Regions from separate parts of the Zea mays genome. Here region 2 is linked to region 1. A link is a contact called in public Hi-C data. All regions are on one chromosome and are shown on one strand. The core of a region is the stretch at or near the end of the contact, and the rest is flanking DNA. Distances in the headings are between cores, read along the strand shown. Region 1 holds the start of LOC100193483 (MYB transcription factor). Region 2 holds the start of LOC100280761 (RNA-binding protein 8A).

Region 1 (3,410 bases), core at 600-3,099:
ATTGTTATTATTATCATTATCATTATTGTAAGTAAACAAATACGAGAAGAAATGAACGGACATTGCCAAGCCGTAAATCACTCACCATGCATGCATCGCGTCGTGTGTGCCATAGGGACTAGGGAAGGGGTGGGCCTGTATATGCTTCCTGCTGGGGACCCCAGAAAAAGATGCCCCCGTTGTCAAACTTGCCTTCCCCGTGATCTTCTTGCGCCAGCCTTGCTAATTGCCATGCTGCGCTGCCGCCGCCCGCCTTCCCTTCTCTCATCAGAATAATGCCACCTCCGTCCATCAATCCAATAGTATAATCACCTTTCGGCAAAGGAAGAAAAACACACACACACAAAACTATGTGATAGATTAGCATTTATAAACCCAGGGATTTTTTTTTCATAACCTGTAGGTACACCCAGTGCAGATTCTGGAGTGGACGAATGAGCACTTCTTCTCTGGGGTGCAAAAAAAAAAAGGAAGTGCGCACTAGCGGTTACAGTCAAAAGGTAGGTAGGTAGGTTGGTACTTCACCTGACAGTCCTTTTTTCCCTGGCTCAACTGCATGTCCTGCATGGAGGAAGAACAGATGGTGACATCGATTCTAGGAGCATCTATTCATCCGTTGAATTCAAACAACGACACTTGATAGCTAGCATATAAAATCTCCAGAACAAATAATATATATAGATACAATCTTCTTCAGAAATGACAATATATTATATATGCCACACTACACGCAACAGCAGACAACGCAAGGCTCCAGGACGGATGGGATCCGTTGCATGGGGAATCAAAGGACAAAATGATCAGCTGGAAACAAGACTAGAAAAATTCACCAATCAGGGCCTTTTTGGTCCGTGCCGCGTTTCTTTAACTGGCGACGAGTATCCGCCGTCACATGGGGCACAAGAAGGGTGCCATGCTATTACAATCCTAATCATGCATGGAATCATGGATAAAAAACACTCCTAGCAAAAAAAGATCCCACCAATAATACGCCCATTGACTAGCTCGTTCCCAGTACATTAGTCAAGAGAAATTTTGCAGAGGTGAGTTACCTGAAAAGCAAGAAGAAGAAGAAGAAAAAGGACAGCACTTAGGTCTGACAGAATAAAATCTTGCAGAGGTGAGAAGAAAATGAGGTGCACATGCACGCACGAAAACGAGCAGCAGCTAGCACACAACGAGTCTTAATTAGGCAATTTAGCAACAGAGGAAAGGTGGACAGCGCTTCTTCCCAGCTGTGTGCTCTGCCGTGCATGGAGCACCCGTGACACAGAAGTAGCTGCAGAAAAGAGAGAAAGAAAGAAAGAAAAAAACTGCCTTGCTAAAGGTCACAGTCACTCACCATGGCAGCAATAGCATCAGCCCATGTCCTAATAATGTGAACTCCGATAGACACGTTTCACTTTCACTGGCTTGTGCCCGAAGAAACACACCAGGCCTGGGTGGTCTAATGTAACAGTTTCTTGCACAAAGGTCACGACAATTAAAATATCGGTGGAGGAGGCTACGGGGCTACCCCACCGGTTTTGGCACCAGACATAGATTCTTAGGAGATGATGAGACAGACGCCCACACATAGCCGGAAGCAAAACCAAGGGAAGGGCTAAACCTCCCTTGGCACAAGCCCTCAACCACCTCCACCACCACCTTTAAAAGAAGGTGCTAAAGGGCTGTCCTGCAGAGAAAAAGAGAGGAGTGCCCCCCACAAACCTTTCCTTGCATTCCACTGAAATCTTCCTATCTGCAACCATGCAGTTGCTCAATTCTGGCCTCAGCTGAAGCCCAACCATCCATTGTTATATAAGTCGCTGCAGCCTTTGCAATTTCCCACTCCTTCAGCCACCATCGGTCATTGAAGGAGCTTCGTGCCACCAGAGAAGGTGTTCGCCGTGCATAATCACAGACTATATACATTCCACAGACCTGTAAAGCTCTGTGAATTTGGAGCTCCCACAGGTTCTGCATTGGCGTTGAGATGGGGAGGCATTCTTGCTGCTACAAGCAAAAGTTGAGAAAGGGGCTCTGGTCCCCCGAGGAGGATGAGAAACTCATGAACCACATAACAAAGCATGGCCATGGCTGCTGGAGTTCTATTCCCAAACTCGCTGGTATGTACAACAATTTTTTTTCTTCCCTTTGGTCCTCAGTTATCAACTCTCAATTCTCCCCTTCTTCCTCTGCATTTTTCTCGTTCCAGTTGCCAACTGAAATCTCTCTCTCTCTCCTGTCTCTCAAATACCTCTTGGTCAGTTCAATTACCTAAATTCGAGAAGACAAATTGTTGCAGGGCTCCAAAGGTGCGGAAAGAGTTGTAGGCTGAGGTGGATAAACTATCTGAGGCCAGACCTCAAGAGAGGGGCATTCTCCCAAGACGAAGAAGACCTCATCATTGAGCTGCACGCTGTCCTTGGAAACAGGTAAATTTAAGCCTGAGAAATAGTATCAGAATTCAAGACTGCATACATGCAAAGCAGCAGTTGGTAATTTTAGCTGATATTAGCACTTCACTTTTCCATGAGAAGGTGGTCTCAAATTGCAGCTCAGCTGCCAGGGAGGACTGATAATGAGATCAAGAATCTATGGAACTCGTGCATCAAGAAGAAGCTCAGGCAGAAAGGCATTGATCCCAACACCCACAAGCCCCTTACTGAGGCTGATCGCAGCGGAGCAGCTCCCACCATCAGCACCGAGAGAACCTCAGGGTCCAGCGAAATCAACCCATCAAGCGCTGGTGCTCTGGGAAACTTGAGCCACCTCCTCAGCGAGACGGCTCAATCATCAATGCTGATGCCCGTGTATGACAAGAATCGCGCTGAAACTCCAAACTTGGCACGCCCTAAGGTGCCACCAAAGGAGTTGTTCCTGGAGCAGCTTACTGCTGGACACGAGAGTCCATCAACCTGCCGCTCATCAGGCCAAACTCTCTATTTCCCTTTCCAACAGCCTTTAGGCTACAACAGTGAGAGTGGCAGTGGCGATGGGGCGAATATGAATTCACTCTGGTTCAACCAGAGTGACTTCAACTGCAGCACAATTTCTACAGTGATGCCGCCAGCTTCACCATCGGCCCTCTCTACATCAATGGGGCTGAATCTTCCACCTGATAATTCTCGACATGGAGGAACTGGCATTGGAAGTACTGCAGTAGATTCATTCTACTGGGATGGTACTAATCCTAGCAGCAGTAGCAGTACTGGGAGCAGAGGAAGCAACAGTATGGGATTTGAACCACAGAGCACGAGCTCAATTCTGGAGAACAGTGTCTTCCAATGGACAGACATCGGACAAGAAAAAGATACAAGAGCTCACCTGGTAGAGGAACTTAAGTGGCCTGACTTGCTCCATGGAACCTTTGCCGAGACGACCACAGCCATGCAGAACCAGAGCCAGACGCTCTATGATGACGTGAT
Region 2 (3,410 bases), core at 511-3,010, 390 kb before region 1:
GAAATAGGAGTGCAAGGTGGTACGAGGATCGGGCCTTTGTCCTACCGCTAGGCCTGGACTCGGCGGTGCATGATGGTGAGCAGCGGAGCCAAGCCCGGGCACATGCCTCGGCAGGCCGATGCTGGCTCCGCCGCTGATCGCATGCATATACTGTCAGAGTTTACTTCAGTGGCGATGTGCCGAGCTTCTGAAAGATGAGATCGAGCACCAGTGGGACAATATGCTAGCACACGGTATCATCCAAGAGTCAACTTGCCATTTTCCTCCCCGATGCTCCTTGTCTGCAAGCACGACAACAGCTAGCACTTCTCTGTTGACTACCGTGCCCTCAATAATAACACCGACAAGGATAGGTTTTTGATATTGGTGGTTGATGAGCTCTTGGATGAGCTGAAGGGCGCTCGTTTCTTCACCAAGATTGACCTGCACAGTGAGTACCATCTTTGGTGACATCACCAAGACGACGTTTCGTACCCACCTGGGCCACAACAAGTTTCCCGCTGACCAACGCTCTAGCCACATTCCAAGGTCCAGGCATTGATGAATGATGTCTTGAAGCCTTTCATCCAGCGCTTTATCCTTGTGTTTTTATGATATAGTAATATTCAGCCCTTCGTGGACTGAACATTTAAATGTCCGTACCATGTTGCAGCAAGTGTGAGACCACCTCTTTGCCAAGCACTCCAAATGCCACTAATAACAGCACCATTCCAAGTGTCCGTCCAGCCCAAGCCATAGATAAGGCTGGGCTAGTTAAGAAAGAGGAATTAGAGGGAAGATTTTAGGAGCTGTGATTGAATAATTGTATAAAGTTCCAACTGATGCAAGGGAAACAACAAAGAAGCTCAATTGCGACCTCACATGAACCAAAACTTTAGAACTACAGAAATAAACAATGTCATATAACAGTAGTCAGGTTGAAAATAACTCTCTTGGTATAGCTACAAAAAAAAAAGTAGAACACTTGAATTTATTATTATACCCTCGACCCATCACTATCACTATTAATATCGGGGTAAGGTGTAACCTGAGATTAAGTTCCCTAGACAAAACCCATAGAACAATTCACTGCAGCAACTAGATCACCCAAAGCCCCACATCACATTACTTGCGAAAAAATCGATCTTTTCCACATCGGAACAAGTTTTGCTAAGTCGGCCATGGAATTAACCGATCAATGAGAAATATTAAGGTTATTCGAACACCCCATATCCGCTCATCAGACAGAGAAAGCAATACATCGAAGCGACACAAATACTGACTACACAGGCAGTTAGGCACCCATAACAAATTTGAGAATCAAACAGTCCTACTTGCCTCAGTAATACGTTACCAAAAAAACGCTAGCAGTTCAAGCAAACCTTTGAGGAAAAAAAAAAGAAAATAAAGAAAGAGAGGAGAAGGCGTACATTGGATGGGTCCCGGGCCGCCGAGCGAGTCGAGGTCGGCGCGTCCCCCCGCGCCAAAGCGCGAATCGCGGGGCGCAGAGGAGTTGGGGTCCTCGCGGAAGCCGCGGCCCTTGGTCCTACGCGGCGCGTCGTCGCCCGCGATGGTGGAGCGGAGACGCGAGGTGGGGGCCGGCGCTGGATCCGGCCCGGCATCCTCGTCCATGAGGTCGTCGTCGTCTAGGTCGAAGTCGACCACCTCCACATCGGCGTTCATAACCGCCGCCATAGCCGCCGCCGCCGCCGCCGCCGCTGGATTCGGTTGGATAGGGTTGGGGGAAGGGCGACTTTTGGGGATTTCGGGAATTGCTAGGCGACTTTTCAAGGTAACCCCTGAGATATTATTATTAGCATTTGTAAGACGCCTCTGATCTAGAGATGTCAATGGGAAAATTCCCCACCGAGTTATAGCATCTCATACTCATCCCGATCATGTTTGATCCATTCACATACTCATTCTCATACTCATCATGAGTACAAAACTCATCACATACTCATTCACATTCGGGTTTCGGGTCCCCAATGGGTCTCCATCCCCAATTAAGTGATAACTAGGTACTAACATATAGCACAAACAATCTAGATTTCAGACATCACTACATCGACAAGCACGCATCTATGAATCATGATCCATTCATTCATCCATCAGAAAAGACATAAGTACGTCGGGACCGATAAAAGAAATGGAGAAATGGAGTTTTCTCACCTTCCTTGGTCACCATCTGAGTTGTTGGCACCTGAGAATCCATGGTTGTCACCGTCGTTTGGGCAAGGTGTAGCATATGACTGGTTATTTTAGAGTTTTGTTTTTTACTAGTCTGCTAGTTGCCTTGTTGGGCTAGCACCTGGGGCCTGGTGCGCTGTCGTGCTGGGCTTAGTGGTCGGCTCGGCCTCAACTCATTCATACAAACACGACAGGTGTACACGTATGAAATACTTATGGGTAATCAGGTTCGGATTATTGCTTCCCAAACCCATACCCGTTTACCCAATGGATGGAGATTTTGTCTCATATCCATACCCATGGGACAATTTTCGTCCCATACCCGTACCCTAATAGGGGAATTCCCTACGGGTTGGCGGGTATCGGGTCTCCATTGACATCTCTACTCTGATCTGATAGGCATCTCAGTTTTCATGTGAGTACTCGAGGTGTGTTTGGTTCAAATTCCTGAACCAAATTGGCAGTCAAAAAAGTCTAGAATCTTAATTAAATAGGTACAATAATATAATAGATTTTTTAAAATCTATATATTCTTCTAGTTCAATGTAGAATCACTTTCAACCCCAAAATTTTTAGATTCATGTCATCGATATTATCTACAATTGAGAGTGTTTCAACCAAACATATTTTAGTTTTCTCACAATCGTTAGCTCATAGCAGCTTTCTCACATCTCATAGATAGAATTGGATTTTTAGAAATCTACAATTGAACCAACCAAACCCTAGAACAGGTAAGACACCACATCGACCAATTGCTTTTGCCTATCAGCTAGTGGCATCTTCAACGGTATCCAAAATGCTACGAGGCAATTGATTTTGTGTTCCTTAAAGATTAAAATATGTTTCTAAAATATTCTCCAACATGTTTACTATTTTCTATATGAAGTTATTTCGTCTCCTCATTTACATATACAATAATCTGGAACGTCATAATTAGATACTCAGGGGCACTAACATTTGTATCTAAAATACCACAATCAGGTTCCGCAACATGTACTGCGACTATAATATGTACCACGAAGAAGTGGTAAAAACCATAGAAGTTGAGGCACAAACTTGCTTCTCATCAAGGCCAATATGTCGGAGTACCAGACTCTTCCTAATTATATCATCCTATGAAGATACAACATGTCTCGTTTTACAAATTTGGTATGCTTATGAGTACAGTAGAAATAATATCTCTTTGATCTTTTAGGATAGCCAATGAATAACAACTTATTATCTTAGGGTCTAAGTTTATG

Evidence for each region. A called contact is a pair of places that touch in the nucleus more often than the background predicts.
Region 2: a contact with region 1 is called in a Hi-C map of leaf, with 6 times the contacts expected there. The contact joins the promoter of LOC100280761 here to the promoter of LOC100193483 in region 1. A contact is called at or near these places in 5 of 25 Hi-C or Micro-C datasets (bundle sheath, ear, leaf and 1 more).

The regions. Positions count from the first base shown.
Region 1 is chr10:89,625,144-89,628,553 of Zm-B73-REFERENCE-NAM-5.0, reverse strand. It overlaps LOC100193483 (MYB transcription factor), which reads left to right and starts at 1,849. Exons shown (of 3, transcript NM_001138598.1): 1 at 1,849-2,108; 2 at 2,288-2,417; 3 at 2,523-3,410. The coding sequence starts at 1,976.
Region 2 is chr10:90,010,339-90,013,748 of Zm-B73-REFERENCE-NAM-5.0, reverse strand. It overlaps LOC100280761 (RNA-binding protein 8A), which reads right to left and starts at 1,760. Exons shown (of 4, transcript NM_001153682.2): 1 at 1,410-1,760. The coding sequence starts at 1,674.